Regions from separate parts of the Bombyx mori genome. Here region 1 is linked to region 2. Evidence: chromatin contacts called from public Hi-C data. All regions are on one chromosome and are shown on one strand. The core of a region is the stretch at or near the end of the contact, and the rest is flanking DNA. Distances in the headings are between cores, read along the strand shown.

Region 1 (3,117 bases), core at 251-2,750, 74 kb before region 2:
TAGCAAACGGATTGATTGGTTGCTCTTTTTTCAGTATTTTGAAGTGTTCGAATTTGAATTACAATTACATTGTGAGCACTTCGGTTCTTCGCAATTATATTGGACCTAACTACAATATAATTATAACGGCAGATGGTGAGATCGTGACAAATAGATAATGAGTGAACAGAGCTGAGTAATTCGTGTAGGAGGTGAAATTCTGATGACTCACAGCTCGGGGGTGAACTAGCCCCCAGTTTACTACGCGAATACTATTCTATGAGTTTTCTCGGAACCGTGTGACTAAGTATATTCCTAAAAGTTTTGTAAAAAACATACATCCCTCTGAATTGGATTCTATCTAGCTCCTAGAGATATTTAAGCACGAAACCTATCTATTCAGTTGCAAAATTAAATAAATATAATACATTCAAAAGCTCTGAAGATTAATGTAGAGTCAAACAAATATGTATGTAGAGTGGTGAAATTATTACTTTTTGCTGTAAAATAGATAGACCAGCCAACGCTCACTTTGTATTATATTACTGGAGGTTGTAAATGTCACTCCGAGAATGCCACCACCCAGCATGAGCAGCAAACGGCGGTCTGTGAGACCAAGCCGAACGAGTTCACAATAAATAACACAAATCAAACATTCCTGAGTCTCTATTATGTAGTTATGTTTTTATGAAAAAATTATATCTACCCGCAAATATTTAAACGGGACTTAGATGTGTCCGTCGATGTGAACACACTGGGCATCATATGACATAGAGACGTTTAATTACCTCGCACTCTGTTATAATCGATTTCGTGACTTTATGTTTGTAAAATCAATTAATAATCGATTATATTTATCCCTATAGATCAGAGTATACTTAGTAGAAAATTGGGACAATATATACGTTCTCGATAGGGCAGTGTTTTACGAGGGGGTCATATGAAAACGAGCGAGTCGAGTGTGGCCGTGGTCGGTGTAGAGCGGGGCTCCTCAGGGCAGGGGCTGGATGTAGCCTGCACGGGGAGCTTACCCTCTTTGCACCTTACGCACTAAACGCAAAACAATCGGAAACACCAACCTGTCGCGAAACGGGGAATATAACGCGCCCCTTTCCGAATACGAACAGAGAAAATAATTCGATTAAGCTTTTCTGGATTTGGGAGTAAATCTTAGGAAAGGTGTACTTTTTAAAACTTTGAAAGCTTCGCACCGAAGAATGAGTCATTACAAAAACGAAGTGCGTCGCGGTACCGCTGCAAGCACGCACCGATCGATAATAACGCCGACGCGGACGCGAAAGCTTCAAGTAAACAGATCGAAGCTTTGAAGCGAATGTGCTCCGTATCGAATCCCGCCAAATGCAACGACAGCTGTGCGTAGCGGCGACGGCTACGCGCTACGCGGCTCTACACCGGCGTATTATTATTATTTGTAAACAAGCGTGTGCGGGCGCGGGGCGTCACGTGACCGCGCGCCATTGGCCGCCGCGGCAGCTGCGTGCGGCCGCACGTTACGCGCCAGTCCGCCGCCGACCCTAGTCGCGTACAGACGCGCGTGTTATATCACAAGCGGGACGCAACAGTCACGCGATCGCGAACTTCGATTCCCTTTTTGTTTATTTTTCACTTGCGTCCTTCGGTCCGTTTTGTTTTCGTGGCGGCCAAGCAAAGAAACAAAAGGAGGCGGATGGATCGAGTGACCGGAGAAGGTACGGAGTTTGTGCAAAAGTTTAGTGTCGAAGTGCAAGTGTGCAACTGTAGTGAAGTAGAAGAGTAGAAGCTTCTGGTTTAGTGGATTGTTTGTTGTAGTATAGAGGTATATAGAGCGACAGCACTAGAGCGTGAAGCGGACTCCTGTGCGCGTTCGCGTGCTTCCGCTCAAGCTTTCGTTGTGTGCTTTCGCGAATCGATCCCCGTTTTCCTGCTACGCATTTTGTCAAGAGTGCTTTTGTATAGAAGAAGTTGGTTATTGCATCACGTCCGTAGGTATTGTCTCCTGCCAATAGACAAACTCGTAGTTCATAGTTAGACCCGTATCCTTGTGTAGAGTCATACGCACGACAAGCTATTACTAATTAGTTTGTATGTACTCGTAGAAGTTTACATCTCATTCAAACATTCTTCAAAGTTACTTAATTTTGATCGCCGGATAATTCAGAACTACGAATTAGCCTTAATTAAATTAATTTGATAGATTGGAGTTCACCCTTCTTAAAGCAAAGAGCTTTAATAAAGCAATACGGACAAGTTATGACTATAATAATATTCAGATGTGTACATTGATTTTATTTTGGTTTTGTTGAATAAGCGGTTTCTATTAAGTTGTTAGAATTGTTCATAACGATCTTTAAGCATGGTTATTCTGAGCTCTATATTTATATTTAATTTAAATTCGAAGACTTTTGATACGAAGTCCAGTCTAGTATCTATTAATCGATTGATTTAAATGAAACACTTCACATATCTGGTCTTTATCGTAAGCTTAATAAAATTCTAAAGGTTTGGACTTTAGGTAGAGACACGTTTTCCTTCGTTTCTTTTGGGAATCTACAAATGAAATAAAATTTTGAAAAAAACGTTTCTTTTAGTATCTATTAAATTGGCAACAAAGTTAACCGCTGTAAATTTATTTGCGTGGCAGGAAAATGGGAAGAAAACAAAACGCATGGAGTGACGCATGTCCCTTCCTACCATTGTGACCAGTGCATGATGTCACTTAGACCTTAATTGCAGCAAAATGAAAAAAAAAAAACAAATGGCATTATGTTACAATTTTATTGTGTTTATAATATTGTTTGACTAAAGAGTAATAGTAATGTTATGTGATTAATATATTAGTTAAAATTAAAATATAATTTAAATCAAATACCGCAACATTCCTAGTTCTACTAACTTGCTTATGTGCTATGCTTATGCACAGTGGTTGTCTGGAAGTGATCGCTGTCAACACCTATATACAAGTCGTCGTGCTTTATGTTACTTTTGCTTGTCAGAAATAAGGATAGCTTTAACTTGGATGCTGCAATCCAGTTTGAGACGTGCTATCGGTGTCTAGAAGGCGAAGATTTTTCTATAGAAATAGGTTATCTAACGACCAAAAGTGGAAGTAAGCAGTATAGATAGTAATTACTAGGTAAT
Region 2 (2,894 bases), core at 379-2,878:
GACCTACCCTAAGTCAGCCCACGCTCATTGTCGCCCACGCGCTACAATACGCACGCTCGAGTAGAATCACTACAAAATTTAAACCACGCTGTTTTGAGGATACTAATAATATAATTATAGAGCAGTAAAATAGGTCAAAAATGACATTGTATCTATACTAATATAATTATTGTTTTTATTATTATTGCTTAGATGGTTGGACGAGCTCACAGCACATCTGGTGTTAAGTAGTTACTGGAGCCCTTAGGCATCTATGACGTAATGCACCACCCACCTTGAGATATAAGTTCTAAGGTCTCAGTATAGTTACAACGGCTGCCCCACCCTTCAAACCGAAACGTATTATTGCTTCACGGCAGAAATAAGCAGGGTGGGAGTACCTACCCGTGCGGACTCACAAGAGGTCCTATCACCAGTAATTACGTAAATTATAATATTGCGGGTTGGATTTTTATTATACGATGTTATTCCTTCACCGTGGAAGTCAATCGAGAACATTTGTTAAGTACGTATTTCATTAGAAAAATTGGTACCCGCCTGCGGGATTCGAACACTGGTGCATTGCTAGATACGAATGCACCGGACGTCTTATCCTTTAGGCTACGCGACGACTTGTTTTTGTTAATTGATGATGCAAAAACGCCAAAACCGATTTAGATTGAGTTTCGCGCATAGAACGTTTATAACCTGGATACGTTTTATTATAGTACATAGCTCGGACAACACAGAATGAATATGCTTTAATAAATACGTCAGTGTTCGCGGATTTGTGAGTTTACGTACCCACAAAACTTACAGCTTTTGAACGCAACTCTTTACGTAATAAATACGTATAAATACGTAGAAAATACATATTTCATTATTTCGGATTTACAAATTTAACACGAGTGAAAAGGCGTGCCATGTCATAACGTTGTCTTAAATACATTTAGTTTTAGTTTTATGTTGTATTATTTTAAATTTATACTTATATTCTATATCAATTTAATGTTGACAACGATGTTAAATAAAATTGATATTTACCTATCCACGATAAGGTCTTCTTATGACATAAATTTTACAAATACCGTCTAAAATAACATTAGAGTGATGTCCAATGACGATTAATACGCGTAGTAAGTACACATAGTACTATCGCATAGCTGTTATAATGAATAATAACTATTTTAATTTAAAAAGCCGTTATGACCTAATTCTACTTTGAATTTTGAAATAAGGAAATGTTCCACGTGTCTTATCTTTACATCAGTATAACATAATTCGAAGTTGAACTACTTATTTAAATTATAAAAGAACAGTTACGCGTCTGTAATTATTTTAATACGTGTACAACAATAATTCCAGTCGTTTGTAAATGTGAGTTTTATTTTTAAACTTCAACAAATTGATGAATAGTAATCGTTTTAATGTATACTAACTGAAACCAGTTAGAAGCAGATGTTTCTCACACTATTTATTCATAATACTTAATCAAAATGATCCTTTAACCTGTTCAGGATAATTAGAAATCCTTAAAAATTTGAATGTGAATAGACGACGAGTAAGCGAGACGGCCTTAGGTCAGAAAGAGACCGAGCTATAACAAATGCTGTTCGCATTCTAATAACACAAAAACAGGAGTAACGAACTAAAACGCCAGGTGCGAGTCGCCGCCATGTGCTTAGTAACAGAAACTGTTTATTTATTCGTTGGTACATCATACAACAGCTCGCTGTTTTAATTATTACGTATGAAAAAAATTCTACCAATCAGTGACAGCTGTTGTTCTAAAACTTGAAAGTAATTTGTTTTGTACAGAATTCGCCATTTTAATTTCCAAGGCTCGATTTTCAACGATGGCTTCCAAACGTTAAACAATCATAATACACTAAAATGAAAAATGTCCACGAAAATAGCTGTAATTTGTGAGTATTTAGTAAAATTGATAAAACACGGCTTAGAAACCAAAATCAAAATTAGAATATTTTTGAATTAGATGCTTAAAAAATAAATCGTCGTCACTGCGCCATCTCTGTAACACACGAGGAACTTTTGCTCGGCGCGACATCTGCTGTCAAGTAGAAGAACTTCGTGAATCCTAGCCATTTCATATTAGTTTAGTTTTGAGTTCACAGATGGCGGTTTAACAAAAAAACATTTCAAATTACTTAATATACATAGTATTTCAAATAGAAACAAATTTAACAGAATTTATTAATATTTTAACTATTTAACTTTCATCGTCATACTAAAAACAATACTTCGACCACTAATACCGCTAATAAGTCGCCACTTAACCCATCCATTGCATGTTTGTCTATTCATTTTTCCTTTTTGTGTTAACGTTCTCCTTTGTTTTTTTACTTACTTTATTTTTGCTTTATGTTAAGTCTGTGGTGTGTCTGTGTTGTTATAGCTTATTTTGGCGCCGGACGGAACATTGCAGACCGTGAAGAGCGAGTCTCGTCGAGGTCGCGGTAGAGGGCGCGCAACGGCCACTCCAGTAAGTACATAAACCCATTTCCTTATTTTTCATTTCTTTTTTATTTCTTTATGTCATGTGAATCCTTAGTGGTGACTAATCTAGTAACTAGCTACACATCTTTAACAAATAACATTTATTAAACTTTATTACTACCATTAATCTTCACTTTCAGAGAATGCAGTTATTTTATCATGGAATATTGTACTCTCAGATATTTGTTGATCAATTTATTATAATTCGTATATGTTTATTTATTTTTAAAAATTTATTCCTGCTCGTATCTCATATTAGCCTCACGTTCCCTTTTATTGTTCTCAAGTTGGCAGAACAATTACAGACTAAACCAATCGCCCATGACATAACTAGAATGGAAATGCATGAATTTCATAATTAAAATTAAATAGTCGTGAATACACATTTAATCGCGTAG

What was found. Hi-C and Micro-C count contacts between places; a contact is called where the count stands out from the background.
Region 1: a contact with region 2 is called in a Hi-C map of middle silk gland, with 4 times the contacts expected there. The contact joins the promoter of LOC101743969 here to the enhancer-like site in region 2. A contact is called at or near these places in 6 of 7 Hi-C or Micro-C datasets (middle silk gland, midgut, posterior silk gland and 1 more).

The regions. Positions count from the first base shown.
Region 1 is chr22:3,147,301-3,150,417 of ASM3026992v2, reverse strand. It overlaps LOC101743969 (methylcytosine dioxygenase TET), which reads left to right and starts at 1,500. Exons shown (of 12, transcript XM_038019059.2): 1 at 1,500-1,688.
Region 2 is chr22:3,073,620-3,076,513 of ASM3026992v2, reverse strand. It overlaps LOC101743969 (methylcytosine dioxygenase TET), which reads left to right. Exons shown (of 12, transcript XM_038019059.2): 4 at 2,396-2,482. Among protein-coding and RNA genes, the nearest start is that of LOC101743969, 74 kb to the left of the region's middle. Within about 2 kb of position 1,628, at least 5 of the 8 cell types and tissues checked have open chromatin away from gene starts, as enhancers often do.